4 separate regions of the Mus musculus genome follow, and regions 2, 3 and 4 are each linked to region 1. The links are chromatin contacts, called in public HiChIP or PLAC-seq maps. All regions are on one chromosome and are shown on one strand. Each heading gives the region's core, a stretch centred on a gene start, on an enhancer-like site or on the middle of the called end of the contact. The rest is flanking DNA. Distances are from core to core; before and after follow the strand shown. Region 1 has its middle 27 kb from the start of Gm46653. Region 2 has its middle 26 kb from the start of 4833407H14Rik. Region 3 has its middle 22 kb from the start of Smndc1. Region 4 overlaps Rbm20 (RNA binding motif protein 20).

Region 1 (3,359 bases), core at 294-2,793:
CTGGCTTCGCAGAGTGGGCACTGCCTGTAGGCAGCTGTGCCTCCTTGAGGGTTCATTTTCTCTCTATATGCTGTGTTGTTGGATAGCATTGCCCTGTTGTGAGGGTGGGGCCCTGCTGCCCTGTGTCTAATTTCACCTGGGAAAAGCAACGCCAATGAAATCTGGTTTAGTCGTAGCCTTGCCTAGAAATAGGTTACGGCTTGGGTCACGTTAAATCTTGATAAAGTAGATTAACATCTCTACAAGAAACATTGGTTTGTCTAGAGCTCAGGTTTGGCAAAGCAAGTCCTCTTTAAATATGGCTTTGGTGTTTGCACATTAAGCTAAAAATAACGGGACCTTGCAGTTAGAATATATTTAGTTCCAGAGATGCATTTCTTTATTTTAGTTTAATATTCTAATTTTACAGATGAGATGTGAAGCCCAGATCAGGCAGGTGGCCCAAGTGAACATATTAGCACACTTAGATAACAGAACCAAGCCGTGGGTCCCTTCTCTCAAGAAACTCACACATTTATTTGCAGGTGGCCTTGCACGTTACACAAAGACGAATTTTAAGGTTATAGATGATTGCCACCTTCACTTTGTCTCTGCCCTTTGCCTTTTTTTGTTGTTAGTTTTTTGTTTGTTTGTTTGTTTAAAGAACTCACCAACTTAGGAACACTTAGGTCACACTTACCCATGTCCCAGGGAGACTTGAGTTACCTCCAGTTGCCAGGCTTCTGCAAGGAAGGTGCCAGTGTTATCTATAAATCTGCCACCGTGTGGCCGACAGGCACCCCTTCCTAGAGACAGAGTGTCTCCTGGGTGTAAGAGGCCTTGTGGCAGCCAGTAGCTACACAGAACACGAGGCAGCGTGGAGATTAGGGTTGCAAAAAGAATGTGGATATATTTACTCTGTCAGGTTGGCACACTGTGGTATGAGTTTTCCAGAGACCTTAACGTTTGAACATTATCTTTGATGGACTGTGTAATTGAGTGTCTTCAAGAAATTATTCAGCCATTAAAATTGATAGCTCAGCTGTTAAGAAGAGCGCTTGCTGATTGGTTCTCAGAATCCATATCGGGTAGCTTCCAGCTGCCTGTAACTAAGTCCCGAGGTATCAGACACCTTCTGGTGTGTGTGCAGAGAAGCAAGTGTGTGGTGGTGGTGGTGGTGGTGGTGGTGGTGGTGGTGGTGGTGGTGGTGGTGGTGGTGGTGGTGGTGATATAATAGAGCCCCAAAGCCTGAAGGACATGGGTTTAGAGCCAAATTATTTGGGACTAGAGTGTCAGAGCCTATTAATGTCTGATGTACAGTGCCACTTAAGGCAAAGACTTCTTGGGAGCCGTTTCCAGCCTACCTTGCCTCCTCACAGTTAGAAAGGTGCTTTCTTCAGCATTGTGTAGGGGCTCCATTTTCTCTCAGCCTAAATCTCAAGCTGTTTTCCCCGTAGCCACTAGAGGGAGCCCTTGATACATGCTGACCCCTCAGATTTGGGATCTCAGGTTTTCTTCCACACTGATTCCTCGCTAGAGTTGCAGCCGCTGTGAGGTCAGGGTGTGGTATAACTGAGACCTCTGGGGCAGCACTTTATGAGCGAAGTGTTAACTGCTTGCAGCTCACTCCTAAGTGAGCTTTGGGGCAAAGGTGCCTGCTGCGCTCACAACAGGTTGTGTCACTGTTCCGGAAACAGCAGGAAGCCTGGGTGTTGTAAAGATGGCAACCCTTCCTCACGCCAGGCCTGCTTATTCTCTGCAGAGCACGCGCTTGCTCCTTTGTTCCTTCTGCCTTCTGAGTCCTCATTTAAGCGCAGAGGCATCCTGGTTCTCTGCAGCCTGGCATTCCTAAAGCAGAGGTTGCCTTTCGTTCTGTTTCATGTATGGTTTCTAAGTTCCCTCTGTGTCCTGTGGTTTTGGCATTTTAATCCACTTAGTGTTTTCGAATTATTGGTAGCAGTCACTGTGTGATCTCTGGACACCCCAGGAAGACCTGTTCTACCCTATTGCCTACCAAGCCACGAAAAGCCATCCTAAGAGGTCCTGCCACTTCCAAGTTTCACCAGAGGTGATGCTCTGTCACTGTGGATGAGTGGCTTAAGGACCTTCTCCCACAAACTCGTGCTGCCCCAATTCACTCCACCCACAGAGCATGGTGACCAGGTGGTAAAGCGAAGCTGAGCGACCCATTTTACTGCGTTGGGAATGGGCAGCTGGTGACTGAGTAGGACAGCAGAACCTCCTTTAGACATGTGTATGTGCAGGGCACACATCCATCCTGTCTCATTAGCAAACCAGAAAGGTTTTCATATGAGTCCGTGCTGCAGTCTCTGCTCCATTGTGGTCACTTGGAGGGTTGTACTTTGGATTCACAGTGGCCTCACAGACTGAAGCCCTGGTCTGTTTGTTCACTGGTCTCCAGCTGTGCCCTGAAGGGCTGGGGTCTGGAAGTGGGGTGAAGTCACTGGGGGCAAGTCTTTGAAGGTTCCATCTATTCCTGCTTCCTGGTCCATTAAAATGTGAGCAGCTGCCTTGCCTCATGCTCCTGTCAGGACAGCCACTCCACCCTGCCTCGCCCTGTGATTGACTGAAATCCCCCTGAAACTGAGCCAAAATAAACATTTCCTCCCTGAGTTTGTCTCTTTCAAGTACTTTGGTCACGGTGATGAGAAAGCAACTAACAAAGAGCTGGGGAGATGGCTCCGCCGGTAACCGTGACTGCTCATGCAGAAGGCTGTGGTTCTGTCCCCAACACCCACATACCACCTGTAACTGCAGCTCCAGGATCCAGCATGTTCACCCAAAAACATACACATACTCATAAATAAAAATCTTATTAAAAAAAAAAACATACAGAATGGTTGGTGAAGTGTGATTTTTTTTTTTTAAATCTCATTAGGCAAGCCCAGATAGCCAGGGGAATTTGCCCCCGAGCACAGTCAGACCTACTAAGACCTCTGACAGAGCAAATGCTGGTCTGTGGGTCTGTGAAGTGGATAAACTGGATTTTAGAGAACTTTTCCTGAAACTAAGATGACCCCAGTCACTGCTTGTCTCTAGCCCAGCCAGTACGGAAAGCCACAGTGGCCTTGCTCAGAATCCAAACTGTCACATGAGTGGCTTTCATGTTTTGGACCAGATGTCTCTTCGGTCTTCTATGTGGGCATACCTTCCTCAAGCCCCCACCAATAAGCAAGCCTTTTAGAACCTGACCTCCGACCAATTAAACCTTGTTACCACCTAAGGACCTGGATTTCTGTTTTGAAACCATCTTGGATGGAGACCAGGTTTTCTTTAGCTCGTGTGTGCTATATGCATGTCTGCGTGCATGCAGATGCCAGGAGAGTATATCTCCTTTATCACGGCCTCCTCCTCTGAGC
Region 2 (3,212 bases), core at 42-2,541, 210 kb before region 1:
CCCTCCCATGTACACAGGAACTCAGTGGGCAATGAGAGGCATATTTGGTTTTGATTCAAAATTGTCTTCGCACGTGCTAGGCAAATGCTCTGTCACCAAGTCACACCTTCATCTCCCCCTTTAAACGTAACTCTGTTAGAACCGCTACCGGGAACTGAACCTGGGACCTTGTGAATGTTGGTTAGCATTCTGCTGCCAAGCCTCGAGTTTGCAATCCTTCCTTCCTTCCTCACTGAGGCCTCTGATTCAGACCACTGAGGTTGATCTAATTTCCCTTTGGATGGCAAAGCATCTTTACTGCTCTATTTTTCTTGTAGATTCAAATAGAAATTAAATCACTTATTAGCCCATTTCCACAAGAAAGAAGATAAAACACTGTCTCCTGCCCAGCCAGGACTGGGCACTGGGAAAGTCTCTGATGGGCCCAAATCTTATTTAGCATTGAAAGAAAACCAGAAGTCCACTGATTACTGGACCCATCATTTATCTTGGAATTTGATGGGACTGAGGGCTGGGCAGAGTTGGCATATGTCAGGAGCCTGGTACGAAGAAGAGGCCCCTCTTAGAGCAGCTTGCAGCCCAGTCCTTCCTAGTCTGGGTTCTCTGGGCCTGTCCTTATGCAAATGGAAGCCCTGGGCAGCAGATCTACCCTGTCTCTGGCCCTCAGCTCTTCTTAATCCTCTCTGAGCTCTTGGTGTCCTTGACTGTGAAATGGGCTGCTTCTCTGGGTTCTGGTGGGGAGCAACCCTAAAATCTCAACGGTGCATGCTGACCCGAGAGCTGTCTTTGTGAGGGACAGGTGTGCCACAATGTCTGCCACATTTCTCTTGGGCTCCACTTCAACATTTATTCATTGTAGACTAATTTATTTCTGTGTGAGGAGAAATGAAGAGGCCAACACTTGAGAAACAAACAGTCACGAAGAGCCTCAGGTTTCCAGCATTTTGTGTCACGTGCGGAAAGGCCCTGAAGGAGCGAAGAACTCCGGGTCACTCGTGAATGGCATTTGCTGTAGAAGAAAGTATTTCTCCTTAGAAGAAAGGCTGTGTGAAGGGCCTTCTTCTGTCCTCCCTCCAGGTCTCAGGGAAGTGACACAGAGCAGTTCTCAGGAGAGTCCAGGGCTGTGTCATCACTGGCAGACCTCTGGGCTGACTCAGACCCATGGGGCAGGAGCAGTCCCCTGAGAAGCTAGCTGCCCTTTCAGAGAAAACTCCCCCGTGGGCGTGAGGAGAGCCAAGTGGTGTGAAGGGGAAATAGAAACTAACTTGACTTTTACCTAGAAACCCCGGTCCTCTGCCTGGTTGTTTGTTACCCATAAGCTCTCGAAACTCTCTGATTCTCTCGAAACTCCTGCTTCTCTGCCTTATTTGTTACCAGTCATCTCTCCAGGCTAGAGTCACCTTGAGTCTTCTGTCACTCCTCTGTGCACATAAAAACACACAGAGGAAGTGGGTGGGTGGATGATGATGGATGAATGGGTGGATGGACAAATGGACAGACGAACTGACGGACGGATGGACAGGTAAAGGAGTCTGCTGTCTCTCAGGAAGGAGATCCTCAGAGACTCCTACAGCTGACAGGGACAGAACTTTCTAATGGAAGCAGGAGGAGGGGACAAGTGGCTCCAGGAATGCCCGGCCATGCCTTTGGGTTGCACCAGGCCCTACAGCAGGGGCACAGGAGAGCCTAATTCTCTCCTTAGGAGAGTGTAAAGGGAAAGATAGAACCGATCTGGAGTTCCAGGGGCAGATCCATTCTCCCAAGACCTGGAAGCTATCCCAAGACTCCCGCCTCCAAGAGGCCCCTCCTTCACACACACACCCCACCACCACAGCCACCTGCTAATGCACCATGAAGGTGCCTCCCCTTAGGAGGGGGTCTCCAGGGAACAGGACATTCCATACATGTTCAACCCCATGCCCTGATGGTGTTTATTAAAGATAGCACTGAGAAACCAGGTTTAACATTTTATTTATTTATTTATCTATATACTGATGCATGCATGCTGTGGCTGGTAAGTAGAAGTTAGTTCTCCTTTCACCACTGGCTCCAGGGATCAAACTCAGGTTGCCAGGCCTTTACCTGCTGAGTCACCTCACCTGCCCAGAGCCAGGGCCATATTTTTAAGTTTCCTGTTTTGTATCCATAGAATGTTATAAATTAATGGGGCAGGAAGAGTCACTGGAGAGTTTGTTATCAGTGCAGGTCACTGGTTGAGTGAGATGACCTCATTCAAAGAACAGGTGAGAGATTTTCCAAGGAGGTAGGAGGATCGGGGTTGTTGACCTGGTGTGGGAGGTCCCCTCTCTCTACTGATAACCGGGCTTCTATGTTCAAGCTCCCAGAGCGAGTGAGCCATCTACTTACACCCCTCCCCCTCAAGCCCACTGCCCCTGCTATGACCTAGTGTCTGAGCGGGAACACAAATAACCCTTGCTTCCCTAAGGACAGGTGTCAACCGTCATCCCACACATGTTGGGTCGTGTCCTTTTCACAGTAGCATGCTACCTTTATTTTGTACATAAGGAAAGTGTGACGTAAAGATCCAAAGAAAGCAGCTCAAGATCGAGAAGCTATCGGGTGGTATCTAGGCTCTAAGATCCCAGAACAGCAAGTTCATGTGTCCAGCAGGTCTGAGGGCCTGTGTGGCAAGAGGCACTCACATGACTGGAGTGGGCACGAGACATGAAGCCCTGGCACACCAAAAGCAGCCATGGTAAGAACACCAGTGGTATTTGGTGAGCTCTGGGTTAGTCCTCAGCCTCCTGCTTTACCTGTAGTGCTCTTTTCCACCAACACTGTGACAGTGTAGGCACTACCGATACCATCATTGAGAAGAGCACCCATTCATCCATCCATGACAGACAGTTTTGTCAACTTGACACAACAAAGAATAACCAGGGAAAAGAGTTTCAAGGAGGGGTTGTCTTCACTGGGTTGACCTGTGGGCATGGCTATGGTGGGCTGTTTTCATTAAGTTAATTGATATGGGAAGACCCAGCCTACTGTGGGAGGCATCATTCCCTAGGCAGGTGCTCTGAGATGCATAAGAGTGAAGAAACTGAGTGCAAGCAAGCAGCATGAATGCATGTATTCTCTCCCTGCTATTGACTGTAGATATGGTATGACTAGTTTTTTGAAGAACTTGCCTTGACTTCCTCCCTAGTGGTAGACCTTAACCTGGAACTGAAAGCTGAAATAATAAACCCCTT
Region 3 (2,872 bases), core at 198-2,697, 240 kb before region 1:
GAGGGGGAGGGTTGGAAGTCGGAGATCATAGGGTTGGAAGTCGGAGATCATCCGTGGCCACATAAGGAGGTTGAGGGCAGCCTGGCCTACAGACCCCATTCTTTTGTTGTTTTTGTTTGTTTTGTTTTTGTGTGTGGTGGTGGGGTTGTAGAGACAGGGTTTCTCTGTGTAGCCCTGGCTGTCCTAGAACTCACTCTGTAAACCAGGCTAGCTTCAAACTCAGAGATCCATCTGCCTCTGCCTTCTGAGTGCTGGGATTAATGACCCCCAGCTCAGACCCTGTTTTAGAAACAAAATATCCAAATAAAAACAAGTTTCTGTGGGGGGGGGGGGGGGACCACGACGGGACAGGACGGACATTCACCCACTGGGTATATGTGGATGCCAGAGGTCTTACACTGGAATGGCTTCTTCAAGACCTTCTCTCCCTTTATTTTCTGATACTGAATCTCATTAAACCCGGAGCTTTGTTGCTTTAGTAAGACTGGCTTGCTGGCTCCCCTGGGGCTGTGCCTGCCTCTGCCCTCCCCACCCAACACTGGAGTGACAGAGCTCTCAGACCTTATGTGGAAGCCAGGGTTCCAAACTAATAGCCAACGCTTTCCCTACTGACCCATATCACGACACCCCAACCCCAAGTTTCCTGGGGGTGGGTAGGGGTGTGAGCACACAGGGCAAGCATTTATTCTCTGTGCTTTCTGTCATCTCGCCAATAGTGACTGCAAACTCTTCTCTTCCTTGTTGATAGTCACAAAAAACGTCTTGAGGAAGCCTGGGCTCATCCATCTGTCAGGAGTACCGGCTCGGGAATGAAGCTTTGATGGTCTGTAGAGCCAAGCAAAGGAAGCAACAGCACTTTGCTTGATCATTATTCAAACACTCGAATATAACCAAGCGGATGTTCTCATGAGGCTGTGCATCCATGTTCTCTGTGTGTGGATAACATAACAGCAACGGGAAATGTTCCACCCTGTGCCTGGCATGTAACAGGAACTCGACAAATATTAGTTGTTTCTAGTTGGGTGAAAAGGTGGTCTTTACAGCTATGAGAAGGGGCCAGGCCAGGTGAGGCAGCAGACCGTAGGTTTAATTGTGCCCTTCAGGGGGCCTTTGAGATTTCCCACAGCTAAGGACTCTTGACCATTCTGACTTCCAGGAGGCCTTTTAGCCTTCTCTGTGTGTGGGGGTGGGCTTTCTATCCTTGCCTGGGTTCTCAGAATCATAAATAGCCTCAGTAGAGGGAGTCCGGGGTTCTGAGTCTGCCTGTGCTAATGGATGGTCACCACACCCCCTGCCACCACAGCTGGTGACAAGGCCTTCAGCATAATGGAAGGCATTTGGGGATCTATTTTTTTCCTCTTCAGGCAGAGAGCATTACTCACCTAGGGCTGTGTGTCACAAGGAAAGAGAGCAGAAAACACAATAAACCCCGCTAAGGATGAGTCAAATTTCAATAGAGGCTCAGTTCCAAGGCAGGAGGCGGGCTGTTTCTTCTGCATTCCTGAGATTCAGATTGCAAGGAGTCCTGAACTCCCTGCTCCCTCTCCGCAGGAAGAATGCAATGGAACAACCGTGCTCCATTGTGCTATTTCTAGGTTAGAGAAACAGGGGAAAGATTGTGTGGAGAGCTGGTTTCTTAAAGTCCCGGAGGCTGGTTGGGGACCACCACGGGGAGCCAGGCCTTACCTTCCCAACCCCTTCCCCCACACCCCAGCTCTTTGTCCTTTTCTTTCTGTGGTGCCTTTCTGTGTTTTTTTTCAGCTGGCTGTAAGTCTGAGTGTGGGAAACAGCCCTGTTCTCCATCATTTCACTGTCTAAGGCCCTCCCTAGTAAGCAAACAGGGGGGGCAGGTCCCTTTCTCCAGGGTCAGAGGCCACCACTGGGCTCTGACCAACCTGAAAAGCTTTCTTCTTAAGGTGGCATGAGATTCCCCCCCCCCCCCCAGGAAGTGCCAAGAAACAATTTTATGATGACCTAGAGTCTAATTTTACACGTTCACATCCTTTCTTTTTTCAGTAAAAGGAAGAGGCGAAGGCAGGTGGCTCTCTGTGTATTCCAGGGTAGCCTGATCTACATAACAACCTACAATCCAACCAGGGCTACATAGTGAGTCTCAACCACCACCACCACCACCACCACCACCACCACCACCACCACCACCACCTCCAAACCAACACGGAAAGCTCTAAAGGAGGTTGGGGTTAAGTTCAATGTAGACAGACACTGTTAAATTCTCTCCAGATTAAGTTCAGAGATAGACAACGTATGCCATCACTGAATTAGCCCTTCTCTGTCTTCCACGAAGCTTCTTTTGAGCATCTCGACAGGCCATTGGGACAAACACCACAGAATATACACATTTTGACAGAAATGGCATACCTGAGGCCAGTGGTCCCTAAATTTGGATGGATACGACAGGCACGGGGAACTTGGGGTAATAAGTTCTTTCTGTATTGTAAGGAATTTCTCGGTTCCTAGGCGTTACATAGAAATCTCCCCAAGTGGCTCTGATGGCCACTGGCTTTGGAGCTATGACATAGGGCTATGGTTTGAAAGGAGGCGATCACATGCCAGCTACTATTTACTGGGCATTCGTTTGTTTATTTTTTTTTTAAAGATTTATTTATTGATTATATGTAAGTACACTGTAGCTGTCTTCAGACATTCCAGAAGAGGGAGTCAGATCTCGTTACGGATGGTTGTGAGCCACCATGTGGTTGCTGGGATTTGAACTCCGGACCTTCGGAAGAGCAGCCGGGTGCTCTTACCCACTGAGCCATCTCACCAGCCCTGTTTATTTTTTTTAACTGGCTGATTAAGAGCCTGTCTCACGAAAACAAAACAAAGGTTGCTAAATTTATGGTCTAGAGGC
Region 4 (3,130 bases), core at 372-2,871, 150 kb after region 1:
TCCAAGTACTGGTATTAAAGATATGTGCCACTACCACCTAGCTTACTTTTATATTTTTAAAATTCACAACAAACATGAATATTAAATAAATCTCTTCATCTAATATAATAATTTTAAGTCATAAACTGGGCATAGCAACACATGTCTTTAACACTAGTACTTGAGAGGTAGAGGCAGGAGGATCTCTGTGAGTTCAAGGCTAGCCTGGTCTACAGAGTAAGCTCCAGGACAGCCAGGGCTATATACTGAGACCCTTTCTAATTCCCCAGTATACAAGGTCAAGAGACCTTGTTTCAAAAAACCAAAACATCAATAACAACAAAATTAAGTTGTTTATCTTTTACTTTTTTTTTTTTCTTTTTCTGTAGATACGGTCTTAACTATGCAGCCCTCGCTGGCATGGAACTCTCTTTATAGACCAGGCTGAATTCAAACTCACAGAGATCAACCTTCCTATGCTCCCTGAACGCTGGGATGAAAGGTGTGCATCACCACACCTGGTGCATAATTTTATAAAATAAAACGTATTTTAAAAGAAAGAAACATGAGTAGCTGGGAGATGAGGCTCAGTAGCAGACATGTGTTTTCCACATGTCCCCAGCCCTTCAAAACAAAGAAAGCCTTAAAAAAAAGAAAATGATAGGGTATGGGAGAAAGGAAGAGTGAGTATGTTATTCTTAGAGGCTACATTGGCCAAAATTGCCCCAGACTTGCAGGCTGGTTCAACACAGCCTTGCAGATACAAGCAATCCCGAGACAGTTATGGATGTGTAGGAGACTGTACCCTGTCTGTCATGTCACCATGTCACATGGCTGGGCCCCCTGGAAGCCTGTCTTGTGGGTCGCTGGGGAACGCATACTGCTTTCTCTGCACGCATGGATTTATCATTTCCCTCATGCACGTGCTGAGTTCCACTCCTGAGAGGAAAGGCAGTCCCACCCCTGTCAGTTAGAAAACCACCAGGCCCTCTTCGTGAGACTTGCACGCTGTCTGATAAGAGCAGTGCAGAGCACAGGAGACTAAAGGTCACATAGGGAAGTTGGGCCGAAAATAAAGCGCTAGACGCTCCCTTTAGTGACCGTGGGCAGTTATGCAACTAAAAGTCCTTTATTCTGTGGATGACCTCAGGTGGCTCACCATGTCTTTCCTGGTCTTGTGCTTTTCGTTTTCTGTTTGTTTGTTTTGAGACAAAGTCTCACTTACATAGCCGGGATTGTCCTCAAACTCTCAATCCTCCTGCCTCAGCCTCCTGAGTACTGGGTGGAGAAGTGCACACCACTGTCTGACCTATATAGTCTTCTTAGTGTAAACTGGAAATGATCACATTTGAACTCACTACCCATATGGTTCCTCTGGAGACTGATTGTGCGTGGGCGTGGGCGTGGGCGTGTGTGTGTGTGTGTGTGAATGTATGTGCATGCGTGTGCATGTGTGTGTTGCAGCAGTGGGCGACTCCTATTAACCTACCAAGTGAAAAGCCCAGAACAAAAGAGAGAACGCAGGATTATCATCGATGCTATGAATCATCTCGGAGAGCTGTCATGGTGATATGAATCACCCTATGGTAATGTTGTGGCAAAGGCCCAAACACGGGTTAGCAGCAGTGACCCGGTAATCTTGAAATTAGTCACAGAGGCCTAGCCAATGATGATCCAGCAACACCATTGTTTGTGAAGAGAGTGTGCAACAGCCCTCCCTGTCTCCAAGAAGGAAGAGACCCCCCCTGCTGAAGGCTGCGTTCCACTCTCACCCCCGCACCAGCCCTGGGGCTCCAGTCCTGGCTCTGCTCTCTTCAGGAGTTCGACTGGGGTTGGAACAACGAGACTTTTGTATTTCATCAACTTCCCTGGCTTTTGCTTTCCTCCCTGTGTTGGACAGGTGGGTTGTGACCACAAGATGATCTCTGAGACTCCTTGCTTCTCAGATCTATGACATTTAGCTAGAATTTCGAACTTGCAGCCCGCACAGGACCTGGATTGTCAGAGCTAGCATCTTTGTAACCTGGCATTTTGAAACCCGTCTCTGTGCTACATAGCCTGACCCAGTTTCTGAGAGCATTACAGGAAAGTTAGTTTTTCCCCTTTTAATCACCATGTAGTTATGTCATTTATTGCAGTCAGGGCAGACAATGGTACTGGTCCAGTAGGGTGCGTCCAGCCTTTCCACCCCCATTTTCTTTATATCTGGGGCCTTTGCACTCCTCCTGTCTGGTTCTCCTTGAAACACATTGTAAATAATATAAATTATGAATTACAGTGTTGTAGAAAACTTGGGGATGTCTCATAAGTTCATGGCACTTTCACCTGGAGGCATGGTGAGCTTCTCTGAACTCTTCTAAGATCTGCATATGTGCAGTCAGATTTAACTATGGAAAGATGAAGATCTAGGAGATATTTAGCTTCCAGGAGACAGCAGAGGCCCGACCCCTGAGCTGCAAGTTGCACTTGGGTCTCCTGTGAAGTCGTACCCACAGTGAACAGTAACTCCTGCCTGGCTTCATTAATCTCACCTGGACTATGGTTTATATCTTAGCACAAACAAGCAAGGGCGCATTTGTTACAGTCTGGAAAGTGAGCTGAGTTGAACTCAAGAGTGGTTTTAAATTCCCGAATCGCTTCTCTGGGAAGCCATCGTGCTCACTGTGAACAAAGTTGGTTTTGTTGGTTGGGCACTGACACGCTCCTGGCTTGTCTGCTGGTCAGGGGGACATCACCAGGGACGAGCATGTGGCTGCGCTGTACAGGGCCACAGCACGGACCTTCAACAGCCTTGCAATGTGCTGTTGCCTGGTTGAGGTCACCCAAGGGCTGTTGCCACTATCTCTGCAGCTTGAGCCTCTCTCCACCTCTGCTCTCTCCTGACAGAAGCTGCCCACCCCCTGCCTGCCCTTCCCTTTCTGTCTACTTTCACATCTCCACATTCTTAGCTTCCTTGTTTGTTGGCAGAGCTCCCATGCTGCCTGTTCTCAGGGTGACAATGATAAGGATAATATTAGCAGCGATAACACAACGGCAGGAATAATAATAGCAGTGGTTACTTGCTGGGTGGTAGGAACTGGGCTAAATACGGTATGCACCCTTCCACTCTCAGAACAAGCCTGGATACATCTGTCTTCCTTTTAATGATGAG

The links. HiChIP or PLAC-seq counts read pairs in DNA pulled down with a chosen protein or histone mark.
Region 2: a FOXA1 HiChIP or PLAC-seq map of pancreatic cancer cells shows a contact between it and region 1. The contact joins two enhancer-like sites. A contact is called at or near these places in 3 of 115 datasets of contacts at active chromatin or transcription factors (the 230-238 cell line, embryonic stem cells and pancreatic cancer cells) and 3 of 9 other capture datasets (adipose tissue, liver and pancreatic islet).
Region 3: a contact with region 1 is called in an HNF4G HiChIP or PLAC-seq map of pancreatic cancer cells. The contact joins two enhancer-like sites. A contact is called at or near these places in 1 of 15 datasets of contacts at CTCF or cohesin (large pre-B cells), 8 of 484 Hi-C or Micro-C datasets (the AML12 cell line, CD4 single positive thymocytes, ECoMG myeloid progenitors and 4 more), 6 of 115 datasets of contacts at active chromatin or transcription factors (the 230-238 cell line, embryonic stem cells, epiblast stem cells and 2 more) and 4 of 9 other capture datasets (adipose tissue, embryonic trunk, liver and 1 more).
Region 4: an H3K27ac HiChIP or PLAC-seq map of heart atrium shows a contact between it and region 1, with 4 times the contacts expected there. The contact joins two enhancer-like sites. A contact is called at or near these places in 7 of 115 datasets of contacts at active chromatin or transcription factors (embryonic fibroblasts, embryonic limb bud, embryonic stem cells and 4 more) and 4 of 9 other capture datasets (adipose tissue, embryonic stem cells, liver and 1 more).

Annotation. Positions count from the first base shown.
Region 1 is chr19:53,647,473-53,650,831 of GRCm38.p6, forward strand. No RefSeq gene overlaps it. Among named protein-coding and RNA genes, the nearest start is that of Gm46653, 27 kb to the right of the region's middle. Within about 2 kb of position 1,544, at least 80 of the 459 cell types and tissues checked have an H3K27ac peak or open chromatin away from gene starts, as enhancers often do. A contact at or near this core is called in the AML12 cell line, embryonic stem cells, extraembryonic endoderm stem cells and 3 more, where this site is marked.
Region 2 is chr19:53,432,915-53,436,126 of GRCm38.p6, forward strand. No RefSeq gene overlaps it. Among named protein-coding and RNA genes, the nearest start is that of 4833407H14Rik, 26 kb to the right of the region's middle. Within about 2 kb of position 1,292, at least 99 of the 459 cell types and tissues checked have an H3K27ac peak or open chromatin away from gene starts, as enhancers often do. A contact at or near this core is called in pancreatic cancer cells, where this site is marked.
Region 3 is chr19:53,410,899-53,413,770 of GRCm38.p6, forward strand. No RefSeq gene overlaps it. Among named protein-coding and RNA genes, the nearest start is that of Smndc1, 22 kb to the left of the region's middle. RefSeq lists an enhancer at 137-2,571. Within about 2 kb of position 1,448, at least 140 of the 459 cell types and tissues checked have an H3K27ac peak or open chromatin away from gene starts, as enhancers often do. A contact at or near this core is called in the AML12 cell line, embryonic stem cells, pancreatic cancer cells and 1 more, where this site is marked.
Region 4 is chr19:53,799,155-53,802,284 of GRCm38.p6, forward strand. The region is part of intron 1 of Rbm20 (RNA binding motif protein 20); the gene reads left to right. Among named protein-coding and RNA genes, the nearest start is that of Gm30890, 14 kb to the left of the region's middle. Within about 2 kb of position 1,622, at least 148 of the 459 cell types and tissues checked have an H3K27ac peak or open chromatin away from gene starts, as enhancers often do. A contact at or near this core is called in extraembryonic endoderm stem cells, heart atrium and pancreatic cancer cells, where this site is marked.